3 separate regions of the Mus musculus genome follow, and all the other regions are linked to region 1. A link is a contact called in public HiChIP or PLAC-seq and promoter capture Hi-C data. All regions are on one chromosome and are shown on one strand. Each heading gives the region's core, a stretch centred on a gene start, on an enhancer-like site or on the middle of the called end of the contact. The rest is flanking DNA. Distances are from core to core; before and after follow the strand shown. Region 1 holds the start of Nr4a1 (nuclear receptor subfamily 4, group A, member 1). Region 2 holds the start of Krt80 (keratin 80). Region 3 holds the start of Acvr1b (activin A receptor, type 1B).

The links. HiChIP or PLAC-seq counts read pairs in DNA pulled down with a chosen protein or histone mark. Capture Hi-C pulls out chosen DNA fragments and counts their contacts.
Region 2: an HNF4G HiChIP or PLAC-seq map of pancreatic cancer cells shows a contact between it and region 1. The contact joins the promoter of Krt80 here to the promoter of Nr4a1 in region 1. A contact is called at or near these places in 1 of 484 Hi-C or Micro-C datasets (muscle stem cells) and 1 of 115 datasets of contacts at active chromatin or transcription factors (pancreatic cancer cells).
Region 3: a promoter capture Hi-C map of pancreatic islet shows a contact between it and region 1. The contact joins the promoter of Acvr1b here to the promoter of Nr4a1 in region 1. A contact is called at or near these places in 1 of 15 datasets of contacts at CTCF or cohesin (the NIH/3T3 cell line), 1 of 484 Hi-C or Micro-C datasets (embryonic stem cells), 6 of 115 datasets of contacts at active chromatin or transcription factors (embryonic stem cells, memory CD8 T cells, microglia and 1 more) and 2 of 9 other capture datasets (adipose tissue and pancreatic islet).

The regions. Positions count from the first base shown.
Region 1 is chr15:101,264,598-101,269,425 of GRCm38.p6, reverse strand. Nr4a1 (nuclear receptor subfamily 4, group A, member 1) reads right to left here and starts at 2,580. Exons shown (of 7, transcript NM_010444.2): 1 at 2,455-2,580.
Region 2 is chr15:101,367,335-101,372,162 of GRCm38.p6, reverse strand. Krt80 (keratin 80) reads left to right here and starts at 2,001. Exons shown (of 9, transcript NM_028770.3): 1 at 2,001-2,408. The coding sequence starts at 2,109. All of the region lies in intron 1 of Gm35853 (a long non-coding RNA gene), which reads right to left. Mir1941 (microRNA 1941) reads right to left here and starts at 2,811; the gene lies at 2,729-2,811.
Region 3 is chr15:101,171,648-101,176,475 of GRCm38.p6, reverse strand. It overlaps Acvr1b (activin A receptor, type 1B), which reads right to left and starts at 2,404. Exons shown (of 9, transcript NM_007395.4): 1 at 2,241-2,404. The coding sequence starts at 2,331.

The DNA.
Region 1 (4,828 bases), core at 1,331-3,830:
GGGAACTAGGCCACCTCACCATCCCCAGCTCCACAATGGGTTGGGTAGCATTGCTATAGAGTTTTAAATACCGTATACTGGGGGGGGGGGGGGGGGTGGAGAAGTTGCTCAGTGGTTAAGAGCATGCACTGCTCTTCCACAGGAACTAAATCCAGTTCCCAGCAACTACATCAGGTGGCTCACAACCATCTGTAACTCTAGCTCCAGGACATCTGATGTCTCTAGCCTTGTAGGACACCCATGCTCATGTGCACACACAGAGACACATATAAATACAATTAAAAACAATTGAAAACGCAAAAAAAAGTAAAACCTTAAATACCATATATTGAAGGGAGGCGAGGAACTGAGCAGGAAGATCCAGAGAGCAGTCTCTGGACTGGAGAAAAGACAACTCTCAAAAGGAATTTCTCAGCTAACCCGGTCATTTATTTTCATTTTCCATGCCAATAGGTGTTTTGCCTGCATGTTTGTCCGTGTGAGGGTGTCAGATCCCCCCTGGAACAGGAGTTACAGACAGTTGCAAACTGCCACATGGGTGCTCTTAGCCCCTGAGCCATCTCTCCAGCCCCCTAACCTTGTCATTTTGTAAGAGAACACTCAGAACCCAGCAGCAGCCGCAAGCTAATTGGACAGAGTGGAGGATCCTACCAGCGGATGCACAGAGACAAGCTGTCCCTCTGCTAAAGCAGATGTCTGTTTGCTGCAGCATCCAGGGTCTCAGCAAAGGTCACAAACCTGAAGCACCTGAATGACCAGGGGTAGCTGGAGGAGGCCCTTACGTTCTCATCTGGTCAAAAAAGCCCACAGAGGAGGCTCCAGGACCTAGTGTCCCTTTCCACCTCCAACTCTGGGGTCTGTACAGTTCTAGACTTTCTAGTTGAAAAGACAGGTCACACAGGAACACTGAGGCAGAGGGTGCTGAGGCAGAGGGTGCTGAGGCAGAGGGTGCTGAGGCAGAGGGTGCTGAGGCAGAGGGTGCTGAGGCAGAGGGTGCTGGGGCAGAGGGTGCTGGGGCAGAGGGTGCTGAGGCAGAGGGTGCTGAGGCAGAGGGTGCTGAGGCAGAGGGTGCTGAGGCAGAGGGTGCTGAGGCAGAGGGTGCTGAGGCAGAGGGTGCTGGAGCAGAGGGTGGGGTGGAGAAAAAGACTATCACCACCTGCTGGCCCTTGAGACCCTCTAGTCCCAGTATTTCTCCCATTCCCCACACCACCCCTGGGTGCCTAGCCAGGACAGCTCCACCGCTGGCTAGGCATACGACTTCCCATAAAACAGCACCCCCCCCCCAACCAGTTCCCACCCCGCCTGCCCCGTGTCAAGTCCCTAGGGCATACAGCACCTGGGAGAAAGAAAGAAATATGGCCACTTCTGCCTCTGTTTGCAAGAAGCCTGGGAAGGGATGGGTTGGGGGTGGAGGAAGAAGGGTGGCAGCCAGTCAGGACTGGGCGTTTGTTCCAGCTCCATTCAAATCCTGTTTCTCCACTTGGACATCCTACATCCGGATCAACCCCCACCAATCTACCCAGCTTCAGGCCGATAGTCCGCAACACAAGATACAGATCTGCATCTAGCCTCCTGAGGGGGTGGGGGTGTCTCAAGGAGGAGGAAGAGGCGGGGTTGAAAGAGGGAGTGGGAGAATCCGGCTTGGGGCAGGTCCTGGCAACACCTGTTAGGTGACCAAGCCCGCAGGCTGCACCCTACCTAACAGACTCAAAAGACCACTGGGGTATACAAGTCTGTCTGATGACAGAAGGGGTCTCCCCCCTAGTCAGTACTACATCGAGACTCTATCGTGAGCAACTTCCACCCAGGCTCCACGTGCGGCTTTCAGTAGCTGCACCAGGCTACAGCTCCTAGGTTTCTAGATACTCTGACAACTTAGTCTAACACAACCATTACCCAGCCAACCTAGCTAGCCATTTCCTTCAGCAACCCCCAGGTCTTCCAGCACGGTTCAGAAAGAAAGTTCGGTAAGGGAATCAGAAAATCTAAGTACAGCCTATGAAGTATTAAGTAAACACTGGGAAAGGGGGCTGAGAGCCCGGGAAGGAGACCCGTGGAAATCCAATCTTACTTGTACTTGGATGGATCCCAGCAACGCCGAAGCTCTGAGTACCTTTTCCCAGTCCATGCTCAGACAACCCCCTACCCGGCAATCAACACCCAAACCCAGAGTACAGAGTGCCTCACACTGGAGATCCTAGCGGGGAAACCTCCTAAACAAGCGCCCACTACCTACCAAAACCAAGCACCTTGCAGACCCTTCGCCCGCTTCCTAAACTTCAAGCCCTGGCTCACCCTACTCCAAGAGCTATCCTTTAATACCAAAAATGCACCCTACACACCCCTCCTCGTAAGCCGACCCGAAAACACCCTTCCTTTTCGCCCGCGCGTACACCCCATCTCTTTCATGCACTGTCCCTAGAAACAGAAACACGCTCCCTGCGGGGTACCTACCCAGCCGGCTCCCACTCCCTGTGGCCGGGACCAGCGACCCAGTCGCAGCCTGGTCCCGCGTGCGCTCCGCTCCGCAGTCCTTCTAGCACACTCCCCCAACTTTCGCAGCCTCCTGCACTGGGGCTCCCCTGGCGAGCCCGACCCACATCTTAAGCGCTCCGTGACGCATGGAGAGGGGCGGGGGCGCCACTGACGCACACGGCCCGGCGAGCTTTGGCCATACAAGGGCGCGGGGGGCGGCGCGGTTCCGGCGGGAGGCGGCCAGGAGGAGGCGCGGGGACGGGGAGCCCGAGGGGGCGGGGCGAAGAGGGGGGGCCTGGAATGTCTGCGCGCGTGACGCACGCGGGGTTCCATTGACGCAGGGAGCGCGGATTGTTTGATCTATAAATAGTTTTCCTCTCGCCCGCTGCGCCGGCTAAATATAGTAGCTTCCAGACCCACTAGGCTCACCAAGCCGGACCCGGGATCGGGTCCCGGGGTCCGAAATAACCGACCAGGAGGAGGGGGTGTTGTAAATCCGTGCCCGCAGGGCTTCCCCAGAACAGGATCTCCTCCCCTCCAGCTGCTCCTGGTGCCAACAGCTCCCTCTCCCTCCTGCCCACCCCTACCCCAGGCCCTGCTCCGCTTTTGTCCCTTTCCCAGTCTGTCCTGGACACCTAGGGTATCACTCTCTGCCATTCTGAGCAGCCAGGGCAGTTCAGGGCTGAGGCAAGCCATTCTGGGACACACCCAGAAGATAGGAGGTGGGCTGGGCCCGTGCCTCAGCCTTGGCAATGTGCAGGGTCTCTAGCCCCAGGACTGAGGACAGGCACTCTGGCCTTCAAGGTTCCTTCCCAAAGGGCATAGCTTTGCCAGGCTGGGTCAACGGGCTCGGCTCCACACCGATGCTGGTTTCTCAGCGATGGCCTCTTAACCCCTCGCAGGATGGATGCACCCTAGTTGAGAAATTGCCGAATTTCAGAACCGGGTGGAGCCTGAGAAATCTTTCCAAACTCTTGCCAACTCTTCCCCATTTTATAAATAGATTCAGAGACATAATGGTACTTGTTCAAGGTCACTAAGCTAGGTAGTAGCACAATGGGGTCTTGAACCCAGGGCCATCGAACTCCATCTCCTTTTCACACTCTTCTGTCAATTCCCTGGTCCCAGTCCCTGATGGGGACCCACCTGCCTCCCCACTACCTGCTCCAGCAGTGAAGAGAGCAGCTGTAACCAGTTACTGCTTGCAGGGAAGGGTCTGGCCAGGGCTGTACTCAAAGTGCAGACCAGGCTGCAGCCACCTGGAGCTGTCACCCTGCAGGTCACATCTCCATCCCAGTCTAAGCTAAAGGAAACCTCATTTGTAGTCAGGTAAGAGAAAGGAAGGGGTATGGAGAAAAGATTCAGTGGTTAGCTTTCCCTACTAGGGATTCTCTTTGCAGTATCTCTATCCCATCCTTGACCCCACCCCCTGGTTCCCGATTTCTGCTGCCAGCCCACCAGTGCAGCAGACTAACCGAGACTATCCAATGACGGCCTATTCTGGCCATAACCGGTTTTTAAAAATGGGCTAAGGGCGTAGCTCAGTGGTAGAGTTCTTGCTTGCCTAGCATTTGTAACCTGGAGTCCATCCCATCACCACAAAAGACCCCCCCCCCCAACCAGCCTGCTATTTCTTTTTAATCACTGTCCCCTGCATACGGAACAGTTTTCATACACTGCTGATGTCATTCGGTGATATGTTCAGAAGTTACCAGCAACCCCCCCCCCAGGCTAACGTGTAGTCTCGTTGCGGCTGAGTCCATAGCTCTGGACTTTACCAAGCCACCTTCCAAAGGACAAAAAGCCACCTAGGAGAAGAAGTGTGGACAGGATGATGTCCACTGGAGCCATCCTGGACCCTCCCACCCCCACATCATCCATAGTTGGATCTTTCTTTCCTTGGGCCCTTGCACAAAAGTTTACTTGGGCCCTTGTTTAAATATGGAAGCCACTACTATCATTTATGCCCCACACACACACTTGAAGACAGGACCCAGGGGTTCTATGAGAATGGATGCCTTTGCTCTAAAGGACAAATAACCTTAGCTCTGGTTATGTCATATCTGGCTCCCCATTTTATCTCTCCACCCAGCCCCCCACCTCCCCTCTACTCCCAAGATGTGTTTAAATATGCCAGCAAGACAAGCCAGGACGGTCCCTCCCTCCAGCAGAAGCAGGTGCAGGTCCTGTCTTCACCAGGGTGTGCCATCCTGAGTTCTAGCATTATCCACTTTCCCCACCATTCTGCCTTCACAAAAAAGTAGCACAGACCACTTCTCCTGAGGGAGAAGCTAAAGGGTAAGCAGCAGAGGACAGCCCAAGAGCACACTCTCACCCAGGCCAACCTCCTTGA
Region 2 (4,828 bases), core at 752-3,251, 100 kb before region 1:
TTATTTGGGGCTTTTTTTTTTCTGCTGTTCCTGTTTGGCAATCACAGCCGTGGCAGTCAAAGTCACCTCAGCACCCAAAGAGAGCTCGGAGCCGGGGGGGGGGGGGTGGCAACAGATAGCTCCCATGTCCCACCCAGTAGCCATTCTTCTAGGGAGTCAAGAGCATCCCTAAGGAAAGCCCCCAGAGACAAAGGCCTCCATGTCGGCTGGGAGTGACCACTGACTGTGACTTACCAAGAACCTGTCAAATTCAGTGGGACGTGACAGGCTGAACTGAGCGTTAAGAGGAACCGACCTGACCAAAGCAAACAATAAGGAGACAAAACCAGCTTCGTTCTTGGTCCCCCGCCCTTCCGGTGGCTTCCAAAGTCACCATAAACAACCAGTGCCCTGAGACCAGGCACGCCACCCCACCCTCTGTACTGAGGACAGTGAATTCATTTGGCATATGCCTTAAATGGAGGCAATGGTAAGGACAGAGAGAACACTCAGGCCGTACCAAGCGCAGATGCCACTGGCTGCCCCCTCAGAGCACTCTGGGCTGACCAGGAAGGGTATGCCACTAGATCTGACAGCATGCCATTCAGATACCAGAAGAAGACGGTGGGAGGTTGGGGCGGCCATACCAGACACACCAGGCTGCTGAGTGGGGTACATATAGCATGCCACAGAAGTAGGGCATACATTGTCCTGGGAACCCAATTACCCACGGTAGATCCTGGAATCCAGGATCCAGACAGACTCCTGATGCAGAATTCTGTATCCAAGTGAACCAGAAGTGCCCATTCATGGGAACCAGGCCTGGACCCCAGGCAGGTGTAGGTCATGTGGCTCAACCATCATGCCTGGTTAAAATGTGTGACTGCCTCGGTCCCCTCAAAGGCCGAGTCCCCTTGGTTTTTACAGACACACCCTTCTCTGAGCTCAGGGAGATTATGCTGGACCTAGCAGGGTGGGTAAGAAGAGGCCATCTCTGGATAAGGAAGAGCAGGCCCTGGCTGAGCACTGGGCTGAGAACCTTTGTAGTTTCCAGAAATTCCTTGGGCACCTTGATGCCTGTTTCCGTACCAGATTTTCCATGAAGAAGGTAGAAGCTGTACGGGTAGCCATGGAGGAGGAACGGGAAGAAGAGTGAAGGAGAAGGCAGGGCAAGGAGCTGGACACCTGGAGGCAGAACTACAGCCAATCAGAGACCCTCTTGGCCCCTGGAGCGGGGGGGGGGGGGGGGGGGGGGGAGAGGACTCTGAACCCAGGCCAGCTGTTTGGAGTGGGTCCTCTACTCTGCTTGTGACTGAAATCTTAAGCCCATTTTTCAGATGAGGGTAAAATACAGCCACATAATTGAGGTTTTCTACCAGTGGGAACAACCAAGCTGACTCCGCACGCAACCCAATGTCACGTCACGTTTCAAAAACCAAGAGCTCTAGGCCTCGGTCATGTGCTTCCTGCAGGCCTTGAGTCAGTGGGGTGCACTCGGCTGGTCCTCAGTAAGGGAGAGAGGGCAAGAGGGAATGGGAAATTAGCAGGGGACACTGACAGATGGATAAGATAAATAATAAGGGGGCTGTTTTCCAACAACAGCCTGGCATGGCGCCCAGGGCAGTCATCACCCTTGGAGCTCAGGGCTACACTTGCTTCATCTTTTCCAGAAGTATGCGAGCCCAGATACGTCAGCCTTTCGGTATGCAGCGTGATCTGTGGCTGGCTGCCCGCCTTTCTCCCTGCTCCTTCCTTCAGAACTTCGCCTTCTTGGCACTGACCACCCGGCCCCACCCTGCCCCACCCAGCCAGCCCGGCCGCAGGCCCCCTCCTCAGTCAGGCCCCTCTTGCAGGGGACTGTGACAAGCCCCTTCAACAAGGCAGAGCCCCTGTAGGGCAGACAGAAAGCTGTGGTACGGGGAGGGCGGGAGCCACATCATCTAACTAACAGGTTGGTCTGGCTTGGAGGAGTCCCGCCCTCCTGTAGCTAATGAACACTATGCAACAGGTGTTTTCGCCTCAGTCCCCAGCCGGCCCTGGATGTGACAGGAGGCGGCTGCCAGCCACCAACTCCAAATCTCCCTAGCTCACTGGTGAGCCCTCCGGCTCCCAGGCCCAGGGGGGCCACCATGGCCTACCGCTCCTGCGTCGTTGGCTTCAGCAGCCTCAGCGGCTGTGAGATGACCCCTGCGGGCAGTCCCCAGCCTGGGACCTCAGGATGGGGCAGCTGTGGGCTCCCTGGGCCTGGCTTCAGCTCTCGAAGCCTCACAAGCTGCAGGCCAGCTGGCACCATCCCCAAGGTGACTGTGAACCCCAGCCTGCTGGTGCCTCTGGACCTCAAGGTGGATCCAGCTGTTCAACAGCAGAAGAATCAAGAAAAGGAGGAGATGAAGGCTCTCAATGATAAATTTGCCTCCCTGATTGGCAAGGTGAGCTAAGTGGGAGAGGGCACCAAAACAGAAGGGCCCCAGGCTTTCCAGGTGACCTGGCTGGTGGTTCCCTGAGCATCGGTCATGCCCCGCCCCTGATCCCAGCCAATGGGGATGCAGCATGGCTAAACCTGCAGAGATGGGTTAGGGAAACCTGATACATCCTGGTGTCTGGGGTGAAAGGAACTTCAGGGTGACTCTGCGGGGTACTGGATAAGGGTGCACTACCTGGCTGGGGATGGGAGGGCTCCGTGTACCCCTGTAACAGTCAAGGGGTGCTTCTCGGGATGGCCTATGGAGGTGTGGCCTGCTGACTTCTGCCCAGGTGGGTGGATGGGAGATACTGCTAAGATGCCCTCAAAACCCCAAGCCTCTGTACCAGCATCTCCCTCCCACCCTGCTGGCTTTCCCCATTCATCCGTAGAGCCACTGTTCTGGCAGGTCCAAAGGGGTGGGGGTGGGAGCGGGGGCAGAAGGAGGCTGCCATGGAGTTTGTATGAGTAAAGACGCAACTTTGGCTTGTCAGGAGAAAGGAATGTAGAGGACTGTGTCAGAATCCAGCCAGCAGCCAACAGTTGGCCTGCTTTGCACTCACCTAGGTGGAAGGAACAGGCCCCTAACAACATGGCCCCCACACTTCCTAGACTCACTGCCTGCAGCTAGCCTAGGGCTTCAGGAAGTCCTGTCTACCTTCCAAGCCTGTGCCCACTCAACCACTCCAAGAAGCCTCTGTGAACAATCCTCCCAGCCCTGCTTCCTCCTGTGTCAGAGCCGCACTGACTGAACTACACACTGGTGTGCTAGGCACCACAGGGCACCTCACAGGTTCACCTCAAATCCCCTTAACTGTAAAGAAAGACATCTCATGACTTTGCGCAGAACAGGGAACCCTGGCCAGTCCTTATCTGCCTCTTGGTTTCTGAGTCTGCAAACCCTTGCACATTTCTGGGGTCCTGAGCTGTGGGGGTGTACAGACAGACAGGCAGTGAGAAGAGAGTGCCACGTGTGGCCTGGATGCCTGAATGCCACAGGAACGTAGCAAGGCGGCGGTGGGCCAGTGCTAACTAACATCACTACAAACGTTGTTTTCCCAGCTGTGCAGATGAGGCAATAGGACCAGAGAGACTCATTGCATTGCCCAGAGTCACAGAGCCAACAACTGATACGGTTTATATTTAAACTCAGGTCTGTGTGTGTATGATGTGTATGATGTGTATGTGTGTATGACAGACAGACAGACAGACAGACAGACAGACAGACAGACAGACAGATAGACAGAGACAGAGAGAGAGAGAGATCTGAGGCAGAAATGGTGTCTTTCCCTGCCTCTTCTGACTAGTTCAGAGTCTCCTCATTTACATCCAAGATGCCCACATTGGGGGAGGAGCAAGAAGACCTTTCCACAGCTGCAGATGGAACCCACGGCCTGAGAGGTAGGCCCTGCAGAGGTGCCTCCTTGACAAGCCTGGCTAATCCCTTAAAAGGAGTGCTTCGCTGAACTATGTAATTTGGCTCCCATGGGTGGCTTTTCTCTCCTTCGAACGATTGCCAATGCTGATGTCACTCTGTGCCACTGCCATGGGCACCGGGTGGGAACCGTGGGTGTGGGCCCAGGGAAGGAGCCCTCACAGTTAGGGTCCTTGAAGGTCCTTAGCAGAACTCAAGCTTCCTAGCTCTCAAAGTTGGCCTTGAGGTGGGGTGCCCATCACTGTAGGGTACAGGGAACTATGGGTTCCAGCCCTGTGCTAAGCAGAGGCTTGGGAGACCCCAAGGGACTAAAAAAGTATTAGAACCCTATTTCTGAGTTTGAACCCTGGACCCACCACCAGTCTGCTGTGTAACTGCAGGCAACCTGCTGAACCTCTCTGGGCCTCAGTGCACATCCATGTAATGGGTTTCTCAATCAAATGGGACGACTTTTGAATAGTAGTTGGAACACATCTAGCAGATAGTGCAAGTTTTCTGAGCAAATAAGCCTCATTCAGGGAGCTCCTAGCCACACACACCGCAGGCCCGAAGAGGAAGGGAAAGGATGGGGAGGGGCCATAGGGCAAGGCACAGCCCAGGCTTCAGAGAGAAGTACTGGCAGGGAAAGCACAGAAAATGGATTCCAGGCCCAGAGCAAGGCTGGGATCCTGAGCAGAGAAGAGGAAGGAGGACTCCACTCCTCTCCCCCTTCGAAGCCTTCTGCCTCCCAGAGAAACGAGTGCTTGTGGAAGCGAAGGGAGTCGTTCCTCTAGAGCCCGGCAGAAAAGCCTACCACTGTGGTGTGTGCTTGCCTTGAAGTCTGTGTTTCCTTAAGTAAGTCACTTACCCTCTCTGTGCCTCAGATTCTGGGGCTCCTGCCGGTGGGGGGCTAACAAGTCCACAGCCACGGGGAAAGACGAGGGAAGCCTCGGAGGGCAGCGTCCTCTCTATCA
Region 3 (4,828 bases), core at 1,155-3,654, 93 kb after region 1:
TCCCAGAAGTGACGTCTGACTTTAAGCCTTTTGCAACAGTGGTCTCTGTAGCATGCACTATTGGCAACTAGATGTATCCCGGAAAAAACTGCAGTGTCTGGCCAAGAAGTTTGAAGGCCTTGGAGAATGTTTGCTGGACACACAACCAAATATCCCATTTACCAAAAAAAGAGCCCAACTCCCGGTTATACCCACCCACTGCCACCCCAACAAGCATCCAGTTTGGGGAGGATACAAAAACAAACCGTGTTCAGAACCAGTTGGCTTACCAATTAAACATTCTTAACTATGCTAGCAACAAGGCAAGCCCACAGACAGACACCAAATCAGCAGGGAACTGACTGTTTCAAAATCTTGGAGATGCTAGAGGCAGGATATGAATTTCACTGGAGGGACTTAGAGATTTATTTATACACACATAACACGACAAACCTGAAGACGGAATGTCCTTATTTTTACCACCCTACTAGGGAAACAGCACTGTCACAGATCTCGAAACATGGCCCACAAGCCCCAGAGAACATTCTTATTTATGAAAATCACTCTCTCCCCACAAATGTAAGGCTGTTCATCCACCTTCGGCGGGGTTTACCAGTCTCTGCCGCCGCCGCTCAGTTACCTGTGACAGAGCAGCAGCAACACAGGGAACTCAGCACAGTGCCTAGCAGAAGCACTAGCCAGTGAACAAAGACCCCGCCGCCGACGCACAAGCCCCGCCACTCTGGAAGAACACATCAAAGACGGGGATAGTGAACTTGGTTTTGAGACTCCAAAGTAGCATGGTGTCTTCTACTGAGGGTCTGCGTTACTAAACCAAGACCCACCTGAGCATCTCGTGTGTGTGTGTGTGTGTGTGTGTGTGTGTGTGCGCGTGCAGATTAGAGCCACAGACAGACAGACAGACAGACAGACAGACAGACACACACACACACACACACACACACACACACACACACGAACTTCCATTGCTGGAAGGTTGGGGGCGGCTGAGAAGCCAAAGCAGAAGGCTTTGTACAATGGGAGCAGCAAATACAACCCCTAATTGTCTCACCATATCCATCTGTGGGTCAATAATCACTTCGATGCAACTGCCAAATATAACCTTCTTCTGTAACCCCAATGCCAAAGCACATTTGAGAATACTACCAGATGAAATATTTTAGGGTTTCACCGGCTCTTCCCAGCCTCACAAGCCTCATAAACAACACAGCCGGTGTAGTGTCCCACAGAAACGTCTCCACCTCTGTACTGGGAAAGGTGGGGGTGGGCCTGGCCACACAAGGCCCTTAAGGCTGGAAGGTAAGGGGTGTGTGTGGAGGGTGGGTGCCGGGAGGAGGGACTGTGTGTCAAGGCAAAAGTACTGACCAAGGGCCAGGGAGACGGTCCAACCGTGGGGGTCTTTAAATAATTGGGGGTGGGGGGGTTGGAAGCAGTTTTCAGGATCTCACCTGAAAAGCATCCTCGGAGTGATTAACTGAATGGGCCCCCTGGGGCGGGGTGGGGGAGGTGAGGAGGCATGCAAACACACATACACCTAGATTCAGATTAACAGCTGGGGAACTAGGTTTTCACAGGGTTGGAATGGCTCTGAGGCCAATCTCCAAAAAGGTTTAGGGGCCTGCTCGCCCCATTTCCTCCAAACAGCGTCTACAGGCATGGATATCCGAGGTGGGTGGGAGGGGGGTGCCCTGCAGAACCCAAGGAGCTGAGCGAAAGAAGGGGGAATGTGACTCCGGTGCCTAGACCATCAGGGTGGCAGGGGAAAGAGGGTAGGGGCACCCCATGATGAAGGGAGGCTTAGAGACCCCTACCCTCCTAGCCTAGGGTACGCATAGGCTCTCGGCAACAGAACACATCGGAGAAACAAGCCCCCCATCGTCGAACCCCACAATCTTGGCGGGAGAAAAGGCGCCCCCAGGAGCATCTGCTGGCAGGGAATAACCCCCCTCGCACGGACGCGCTGAAGGGCAGGAGCCAGGGACCTCCACATCTCGAGGAAGCCTGGGGTGGGAGCGGAGGGTGCAGGAGGCGCGACCCCCTGGGCGCCCCGGTCGGGCTCCGTCTGGAAGAGCGCGCGGGTCCCCAAGGCTGACCCAGCGCCACCCCGGCCCTCCGCGCCCCCCGCCCGGCCATATTGCGCGGCTGGGGAGGGGGCGCGCCCGAGCCCCACGGCGAGCGCGAGGCCTCGCCTGGCCGTCTGTATCCCGCGCCCCCCCCCCCCATCCCCGCCCCGGACTCACCCTGGATCCCCCGGGGCCCGGACCCGCCGCTGCCGGCGAGCAGGAGGACAACAAGGGGGAAGAAGGAGGAGGCTCCGGCCGACTCCGCCATAGTAACCGCCGCCGCAGCCCAGCAGCGCCCAGCGCGCGCGCGCGCCCCCGGCGCCTCTCTCCCTCCCTCCCTCCCTCCTCCCGCCCGCCCGCGCGCGCCCGGCTCCTTCGCTCCGCGCCGGCACGTGAGCTCCCGGGAGCCGGTGCGGCCGCCGCCGCGCGCGCCCCCGAAGGGCGGGGCCGGGTGCGCGCGTGCGCCCGCCTTAAAGGGGAGGGTCCCTGTTAAAGGGGCGGAGGCTCTCGCCTCGGCCAACCTCGCGCACCCGTGCGGAGCTGAGCCGAAAGCGGGGGAGGCCGGGTCCGCCGACCGACAGTCTCCCTCCTCCCTCCGCGGAGTGGCCGCGCCGGCGCCCGTCCTCCTTCCTTCCCCCAGCCCCGACCCTCCGGCCCGTTGTGTCCCGCTGGGTTCGTCGCCAGAGTCTCCTGACCGGCGTCCCCTCGAGGCTCCCTCCCGCTGCAGCGAGCTGGACACAACTACCTGTGCGAGCGAGCGTCTGTGTTTTCGAAATGTAGCTAGGCTGGCACGGCTGACAGCCTTGGTGAGGGTGCTGGCCAGGTAGAACCATTTTGGGAAACAATGTGACAGCACCTATCAGACAGCTTCACAAAACGCATTGCATTTGCCCGGCATTTCCTCCTGTCTGTCTTCAGGAAATAATGAGGCTAAATATTTACGCAAAATGTTCCCTTGCTTATTTATCATTGGAAAAAGCTGGAAACTAGAGAAGCAATCATAGAAGCTTAGATAAACTGTGGCTCACTCATGTGAAGGAGCACTAGTGATTAAAAATCGGTTTACAAAAACTAATGGCGCGAGGAAATGTTACTCCATGTTAAATGAAAATGTAAACACCAACCTTTACAATAAATTTTTGTGGATGATATGTATGCATGTATGCGTAGGAGAAAAGGGAACGATATTACTCAATATTACTACTAAGGTTTTCAGTTTGTTTTTGAGACAGAGTCTTATTATGTTGTCCAGGCTGGCCTCAAACTCACTGAGAACTGCCTGTTTCTGCTTCTCAAGTGCTGGGTCTAAAGGTGTGTGTGCCACAGAGGCAGGCTGAAATAATTTTTTGTTTCTCCTTTAAGTATTCCAGTAACTTCTAAATAGTTTCCAGATAAACATTACTTTCAAACCTAGTAGGAAATACTTATAAAAGGCAAATGATCCCGTATCTTTCTGAAGAGCTCACAAGAGACTTTGGGATCTGTATTCTGCTTCTGATAACCAACTAGGAGAAAACAGGCAACATCTTAGCCTTTCAAAGTCATAGATAGTTTCATGTGTGAGACCAAGGGATAGAGAAGACCGTCAAGAAGGAGGGAGGGAGGAGAGGCAGGCAGATCTCTTGAGTTCTGGGACAGTGTGGTCTACAGAGTGAGTCCCAGAAGAGCCAGGACTACTCAGAGAAACCTGTCTCAAAAACAAACAAACAAACAAAAAACCCAAACCAACCAACAAACAAACAAAGGTGGGGGGCGCTGTTCTGACATCTTACCTTATAATTGTCTCCAACACAAAGAACCCAAGGAAAACAGGACTTCTGGTCTCATTCCCCAGGTACAACACACAAACACACACAAGTAGAAAGTCAAACTGGTGCTTAGTGCATAGCTGGGTAAATAAACACCACCATTTTTATTCTTTTTACCCTCAATCATGACCTGCCCCCCAAAAGTAGCCTACTTCTCCAAGTCTGTCTTACTGGTCTACCCAACTATGCTGTATCTATCCTCCTTTAGGCCCCCAGCTGTGGTCCAACAGTACTGAGGGCCACTGGACCAAAGTTGGCATTACATAACAAATTTATTCTCTGTTTACTCTGAAGCTTAGAAACCCCAAATCACTTGGCCACGTTCCATCAAACTCTTCAGAAATGACTCCTTCCCTTTGAGCTTCCGGTAGTTCCCAGAATCCTTGGTGCCCCATCTTCACATGGCAGTCTTCTCTCCCAGCCTGTGTCTCCACATCCAAGTCTGGGGAGATGGCTTAATTGGTAAAGTGCCCACTGTGTTACTACAAGGACCCAAGTCCAGATCTCCAGCACCCAGATAGAAAACAGGTGCACAGCTCACATCTGTGAGCCCTAGCAGTAGGAGGGCAGGAACAAGCAGACCCCAGAGTCTCACTGGCCAACCAAGCTTCAAGTTCAACAAAGATCTGTTCAAGGTAAGGTGGTGGGCCAGCAAGATAGCTTAGCAGGTAAAGGTGCTTGTTGCCAAACCTGATGACTGGAGTTGACACAGAGAACAGACTCCCACAGATTGTCTTCTGAGTTCTACATGTGCATCGGGACATGCATGCCTTTACTCCCAGATAGATGACAGACAGACAGACAGATGAATAGATAGATGGATGGATAGATAGGTAAAAGGTAAACAATAGATGATAGATGGATAGATAGGTAATAGGTAGATAACAGATGATGGATGATGGATGGATAGATAGATAGATAGATAGAGATAGGGTGAAGATCAATAAAAGAAGATGA